2 separate regions of the Mus musculus genome follow, and region 1 is linked to region 2. Evidence: chromatin contacts called from public promoter capture Hi-C data. All regions are on one chromosome and are shown on one strand. The core of a region is the stretch at or near the end of the contact, and the rest is flanking DNA. Distances in the headings are between cores, read along the strand shown. Region 1 has its middle 32 kb from the start of Fgfr3. Region 2 holds the start of Nelfa (negative elongation factor complex member A, Whsc2).

The links. Promoter capture Hi-C pulls out the DNA fragments that hold promoters and counts their contacts.
Region 1: a promoter capture Hi-C map of neural stem cells shows a contact between it and region 2. The contact joins the enhancer-like site here to the promoter of Nelfa in region 2. A contact is called at or near these places in 1 of 39 promoter capture datasets (neural stem cells), 5 of 484 Hi-C or Micro-C datasets (the G1E-ER4 cell line, the HL-1 cell line and cerebral cortex), 7 of 115 datasets of contacts at active chromatin or transcription factors (astrocytes, bone marrow-derived macrophages, embryonic stem cells and 4 more) and 2 of 9 other capture datasets (embryonic stem cells and macrophages).

Annotation. Positions count from the first base shown.
Region 1 is chr5:33,688,615-33,691,342 of GRCm38.p6, forward strand. No RefSeq gene overlaps it. Among named protein-coding and RNA genes, the nearest start is that of Fgfr3, 32 kb to the right of the region's middle. Within about 2 kb of position 1,382, at least 53 of the 459 cell types and tissues checked have an H3K27ac peak or open chromatin away from gene starts, as enhancers often do. A contact at or near this core is called in astrocytes, cerebral cortex, neural stem cells and 1 more, where this site is marked.
Region 2 is chr5:33,934,852-33,937,644 of GRCm38.p6, forward strand. It overlaps Nelfa (negative elongation factor complex member A, Whsc2), which reads right to left and starts at 1,420. Exons shown (of 11, transcript NM_011914.3): 1 at 1,175-1,420. The coding sequence starts at 1,384.

The sequences.
Region 1 (2,728 bases), core at 132-2,631, 250 kb before region 2:
CCACCTCCTCTCCAGAGGCTCACAGCCTTACTTTAGAGATGAACCAAATGAAGCAGGAGCTGGCCTGTCCTATGTTTGCTTTAAACACACGAGAAATACTGTGGCCAGCCTTGCATGGCTGTTGCCCAAGGAGCCTGTGGGCCAGTGAGATGTCTCTGACAGGGCTTATTGCTTACCATGCCAGACTCCTTGAGTGAGGCAGACCCTTCAAGGACGAATCTGCTTGACTGCATTCGGGAAACTGGAGATCCCCTGGGTCCCAGAGGTGGGCAGGCAGGGCTACAGAAAGACAGATGGGGCCAGATACCTGAACAAAGTGGACGTGTGCCCACCAGCTGCCCTGTTCAGCCCACCAGCTTTGGGGGCTGACGGCTGTTGGACGGCAGGGCTGCAGAGCACAGCCAGAAGCGCTGCAGACACCTAAGCCTTTGGGGATGGCTCAGCATGCACACTGGGGCCTGGGGACATGAGTTCTGTCCCCTCCAGATCAGCAAAAGTGCTGAAGAGCAGGAGAGTGTCAGGCTTTAGTAGGGCACCATGGCCACTGACGCTAGGGAAGCGGAGACCCTAGATTAGGGGACAGAGCTGAGGACCCAGCCCAAGGCAGGAGGCTACACTAGCCACAGGGTGTAGGCAGGCCCAGCCCTTAGTTGGTTGCACGGTGTGCGTGGTGCCGTCCGGCAGATGACTTAATCACAGGCGGGCTTTGTCCCTGGGCACCAGCCCCCCTGCCCGGATCCTCCGCCTGGACTGGCAGCAGGCCACACACCCCCACCCCCCACCCGGCTCCTAGCAACCTGCAGCTAAGCATGGGCAAATTCAGAAGGGCTGGGGGCTCTTGTCAGGCCTGGGAACGATGCGGGGGTGGCCATGGGGTGCGGCCAGGGCGGATCCATCCAGGGCTGGACTCAAGGGACTCCCTCCCAGGCTGGCCCGTGCCAGCCCCTGAGGAGGGCATCCTGGGAGTGGCTAGAGCTGGCATTTTGGCAAACAAGGCGCCAGGGCCAGGGGCGGGGGGCTTTGTATACCGCGGTCCCTTCTCTTCCTGGGGCCCCCACCCGCCTGATCCTGTCAGAGCCTTAGAAAGAGAGACAAAGGCCCTGGGAGGCCCTGGGAGGGCTGGGACAGAGGCAGGAGATGGAGTTTTAATGACCATGCTATAATGGTGGGAGCAGAGGCAGCTCGTTAACCCTGTCGATCCCTCATACTGGGCCCACCTGATGCTGGCCAGGCCCCCACCCAGACCTGCAGTACCCATCTCTGACCAAATAAGACTCAGGAAACAAGGTGCAAATTCACCTCCAGGGTCAGGGCTGAGGTCCCACTCTCTGTTACGCAGCCACTGCCCAGTGCAGAGCAGGCTGTGAAGTGGGTGGGTCATGGCTGGACCCAGGCCCAGAACACCGCACGCCCATCCGCCATCGCTTCCTTCTATGCTTGTGACGTTCCCATTTCCTGACCTTGGAACTCAAGTCCAGCCTGGGTGTCTCCTGTATGTGGGAACCTGCCCTCCTCCAGACCGACAGCCCTGGCAGAGCCCGCCTGGGTGGGACTCTGAATGCTGTCCCCCATCCCCCACCCCTGGAAGATGTGACTTGGGAAGGTAGAAGAAATTCAGAGCCAGTTGTGAACTGGATTCAAGAAAGCACCAGTGCCAGCCACCAGCTTATGCCCGGAGGAGGAGTCCAGGCCCTACCTCACTTCCCCCACCTCTAACAGGGGCATGTGGGCAGGGAACAGGCAGCTGTCTTAGAAATGAATGAGAACAGTCCATCTCAAGTACAAGGCTGGTGACACAGGAGACAGGATGAAGTCCTGGTACAAGAAGCACTGGTGACCCCAACATCCCTGCCTGAGGAAGGGAGGAGCAGCCAGTAGGCTGCATCAGGGGCACAGTACTCTGGAGTAGCCCTTCCCACAGACAGGATGGCAGGGCTTAAAGGAGCCTCATGGGGAAGGGAGTACAAACTGTTCAGTGGGTAAAAGCCCTCAGGAAAGTTGGTCTCCCCATTCGCAGGACGGATGGCACCCCAGCAGCCTTGAAATCAGTACCAGATGAGATTAAAACTCAGACAGGTTGGTATGTCCCTAGATCATCCTCATGTGCTCCAGGCATGGGTTCATGAGAGCTGCTAACTCTGCCTGCCCCCTCTAGACTCAGAAAACACCGAAAGCTTTGATTCCTAGTCCTTCTGGTCGACGGTCTCTCCAAAGTGGCCTAGACTGAAGAGGCCTGAGCAGAAGGCACCTCTGCCCCCAGGACCCCAACCAGCAAATTTGGAGAGCATGGGAGGGTGACCCCAGATCAAGGACAGTCAATAGACAAGATAAGTAGAGGCCACCTGTGGTGGCTCAACAGGGTGGGAGAAGCCAGCCAGAGGAGGGAGGCCTAGAAATTTGGGTGGGAAAGATTAGAAGAATCCTTAAGGTTGGACTTGAATAGCTGGGAACACAGATCTATCAATGTCTGAGTCTGGGCTGGGTATAGAAGTACTTGTGGCCTGAACAGTTTCAGAAGCATAGTCAAGATGTCCATTAGGGATTAGAGAGATAGCTCAGCAGTTAAGAGCACTTGTTGCAGGCCTGGTGATAGCCTTTAACCCCAGCAGCTGGGAGGCAGAGACAGGCAGATCTCTTGAGTTGGAGGCCAACATGGTTTACAGAGTGAGTGGTAGTACAGCCAAGTCTACACAAAAAACTTTGTCTCAGAAAAAAAAAAAAAAAAAAA
Region 2 (2,793 bases), core at 170-2,669:
AACCAGCCACAACCTAATCGTCCATTTGCTGTCTGCTTGAAGAATGGAACCCCATAATTCGGAGTAAATCAAACTGTCTGCAACAACTTGGATGAATCTGTCCAGGTGTTTACCAACAGAAGACACACCCACACCACACGGAAAATGAATATAACGTGGAAACCTGTTGCCGTATTAAATTCAAATGAGGCAAACCCCAAATACTCGTGTGTGCTAGGAATGCACACACGATTGATAACCCTGCCAAAATAAAACCAAAAAAAAAAAAAAAAAGCCTCCTGCAGGAAAGAGGAATGGAGGTGCTTTGGAGGGACCAGCCTTGTTTTCATGTGTGGAGATAACAGGAGTCATTTAGCTAGCTCTCAGTATTTTTTAAACCGAATAAATATGCAGTTTTGTGTATATGGTATAGTGCAGCAATAAAAATTAATGATATAAAAATAATACAATAACTGGAAATGTTTAAAAACTAAGGTAACTCGGTGTTTTTAGCTGCTATCAGATGTAGTGGCCCAGACCTCCAGAGATTGAGACTGGAGGATACCAAGTATGAGATCAACCTGGGCTACACAGTGAAACTATACATATATTATTTGCGTATGTATTTGCAAAGCATAGTATAAGTTAGAGAGATGCAATGTGGAACAAGAGTACACTGAAAAGAAGCCACAGAATAGCCGGGCGTGGTGGCGCACGCCTTTAATCCCAGGAGGCAGAGGCAGGCGGATTTCTGAGTTCAAGGCCAGCCTGGTCTACAATGTGAGTTCCAGGACAGCCAGAGCTATACAGAGAAACCCTGTCTCAAAAAACAAAAACAAAACAAAACGCCACAGAATAGAGATGAACGCAAGCCGACTGATATTTGGTAAGGCAAAAGCAACAAAATTAAGGTCAGCAGTCACATGGAAAGTTGCACTAACAGCCCCGAACCAAGAGTAGCTTCGGAGCTGAAGCATCCAGCACTGCGGAAGGGGCGGGCCTGGCTGTTGTGGCCATGGCCCCACGACCCCCGAACGCGACAGCGCCCAGCGGCTGGAAGTACTAAGGTGTAGGGGCTAACGGCGCCAAAACGGAGCTGCGCGCGGCCGGCGGGAGAAGGGCAAGGTGCGGCGCCGGAGCCGGCGGGAGGCAGGAGCGGTGCTCCGGCCGGAGAGAGGCTGGCCCGCGTCCTCACCTCGTCCACGGTGCGGCGCGGGAGATGCAGCGTCCCGAGCAGTAGCTTGAGCTTCACGGCCGAGGAGAGGCGGTGGAAGCAGAGGCGGATGTTATCGATGACCGCGGCGGTGAGCAGGGACGCGATGCTGGGTGGCGCCCACAGCTCGTCCGTGGCGCCCAGCTTGTTGTGCAGCCACAGGCCGGTGTCACTCTCCCTCATGGAAGCCATCTTGGCGGCGGCAGCGCGCGTCGGCCGGCATCTTACGCGGACGCCTACGTGTCCCCGGCGAGGACCCCCAACATGGCGGCACCCGTTGGCGCGGGGCGGGGTCTCGAGTGCAACTGCAAATGGCCCCGCCTTCTGGAGGCTTCGAGCCGAGGCGCAAGAACAGGGAGTGGGCGGTGAGTCTCCGCGAAAAGAACTCTGGGTTTCCGTAACGCATGATGGCGGCACCTACTAGGGCGCCGGGCAATGCCGTAGCCATTTGAGTCGCATCCGTGTGTCGTCGAGATGTTCCGCTCAGAGTACCGCAGTGAGGCGCAACAGTTTGGTTTCCCGGTGTGCGGCTCATTGGAAGGAGTCCGGAGAGCGCGCTGGGCTCGTTCTCCACAGACAGTCTTGAATGGCCCTTGCCCGTCCTGCATACAGTGCTGCCTCAGGTCCGCATACAGGTCCGTTCCGTGTCGGGGATGTCACTAGGCCATTTCCCATGGTTATGTGGTCGCGATGGCTGTGGTTAATCATCAGGGCAATTGCAAAGTAGTTCAGAGTACGGTCTTTCAAAGGCTGATCCTCCACAGCTGCTGAGAAGCCTAAATTCACCCTGTAGTGTCTCTCTTTATCAGAACTTGACAGTGTAGTTCTGTCCATCCTTCGAACTCACTCTGTAGACCAAGCTGGCCTCAAATTCCGAGATCCACTTACCTCTGCCTCCCAAGTACTGGGATTAAAGCCCTAGGCCACTCACAAGGCAGTGTCAGCAAAAGTGGCAGTAGGGCACGACTCTGGTCACAGATATTTAGGAGATTGAAAAGGATCGGTTGGGCCGAGGAGGTAGAGGCCATCCTGTGCAAAATAGTGAAACGAATCTCTTAAAACACTAAGTATCCTGGGAGTGGTGGTTCATGTCTGTAATTCCTGGAATTTGAGCTCAGATAGGAGGGTTTGAGTCCATTTTGAGCCACAGAATGAAAATATATAACTAAATGTAAATTGTTTTCTCCTAATTGAAATATTTCATGAAGAGGGGAGAGCAGCTCTTAAGACTTAGCATGGTAATTAAATGTACAAGCCTGAGGAAACTTGGAAAGGCATAAGACTCACTAGGCCACTTCCCATGGTTATATTAACAACTATTGACAGAAGAGACTGTGGAATTGCCTGATTCAAGGGACTGGGAGCCTCAGGTATCCAGCATTTGGTGACAGCTGTAGTGGAGTGGTCTTTCCTGACACTTTAAGTTACTCAGACTTGCCTGGTGGTGGTGGCACACACCTTTAATCCCAGCACTTGGGATGAAGAGGTAGGTGGATTTCTGAGTTCGAGGCCAGCCGGGTCTACAGAGTGAATTCCAGGACATCCAGGGCTACACAGAGAAACCCTGTCTTGGAAAAAAAAAATGTTGCTCATCCTTGAAG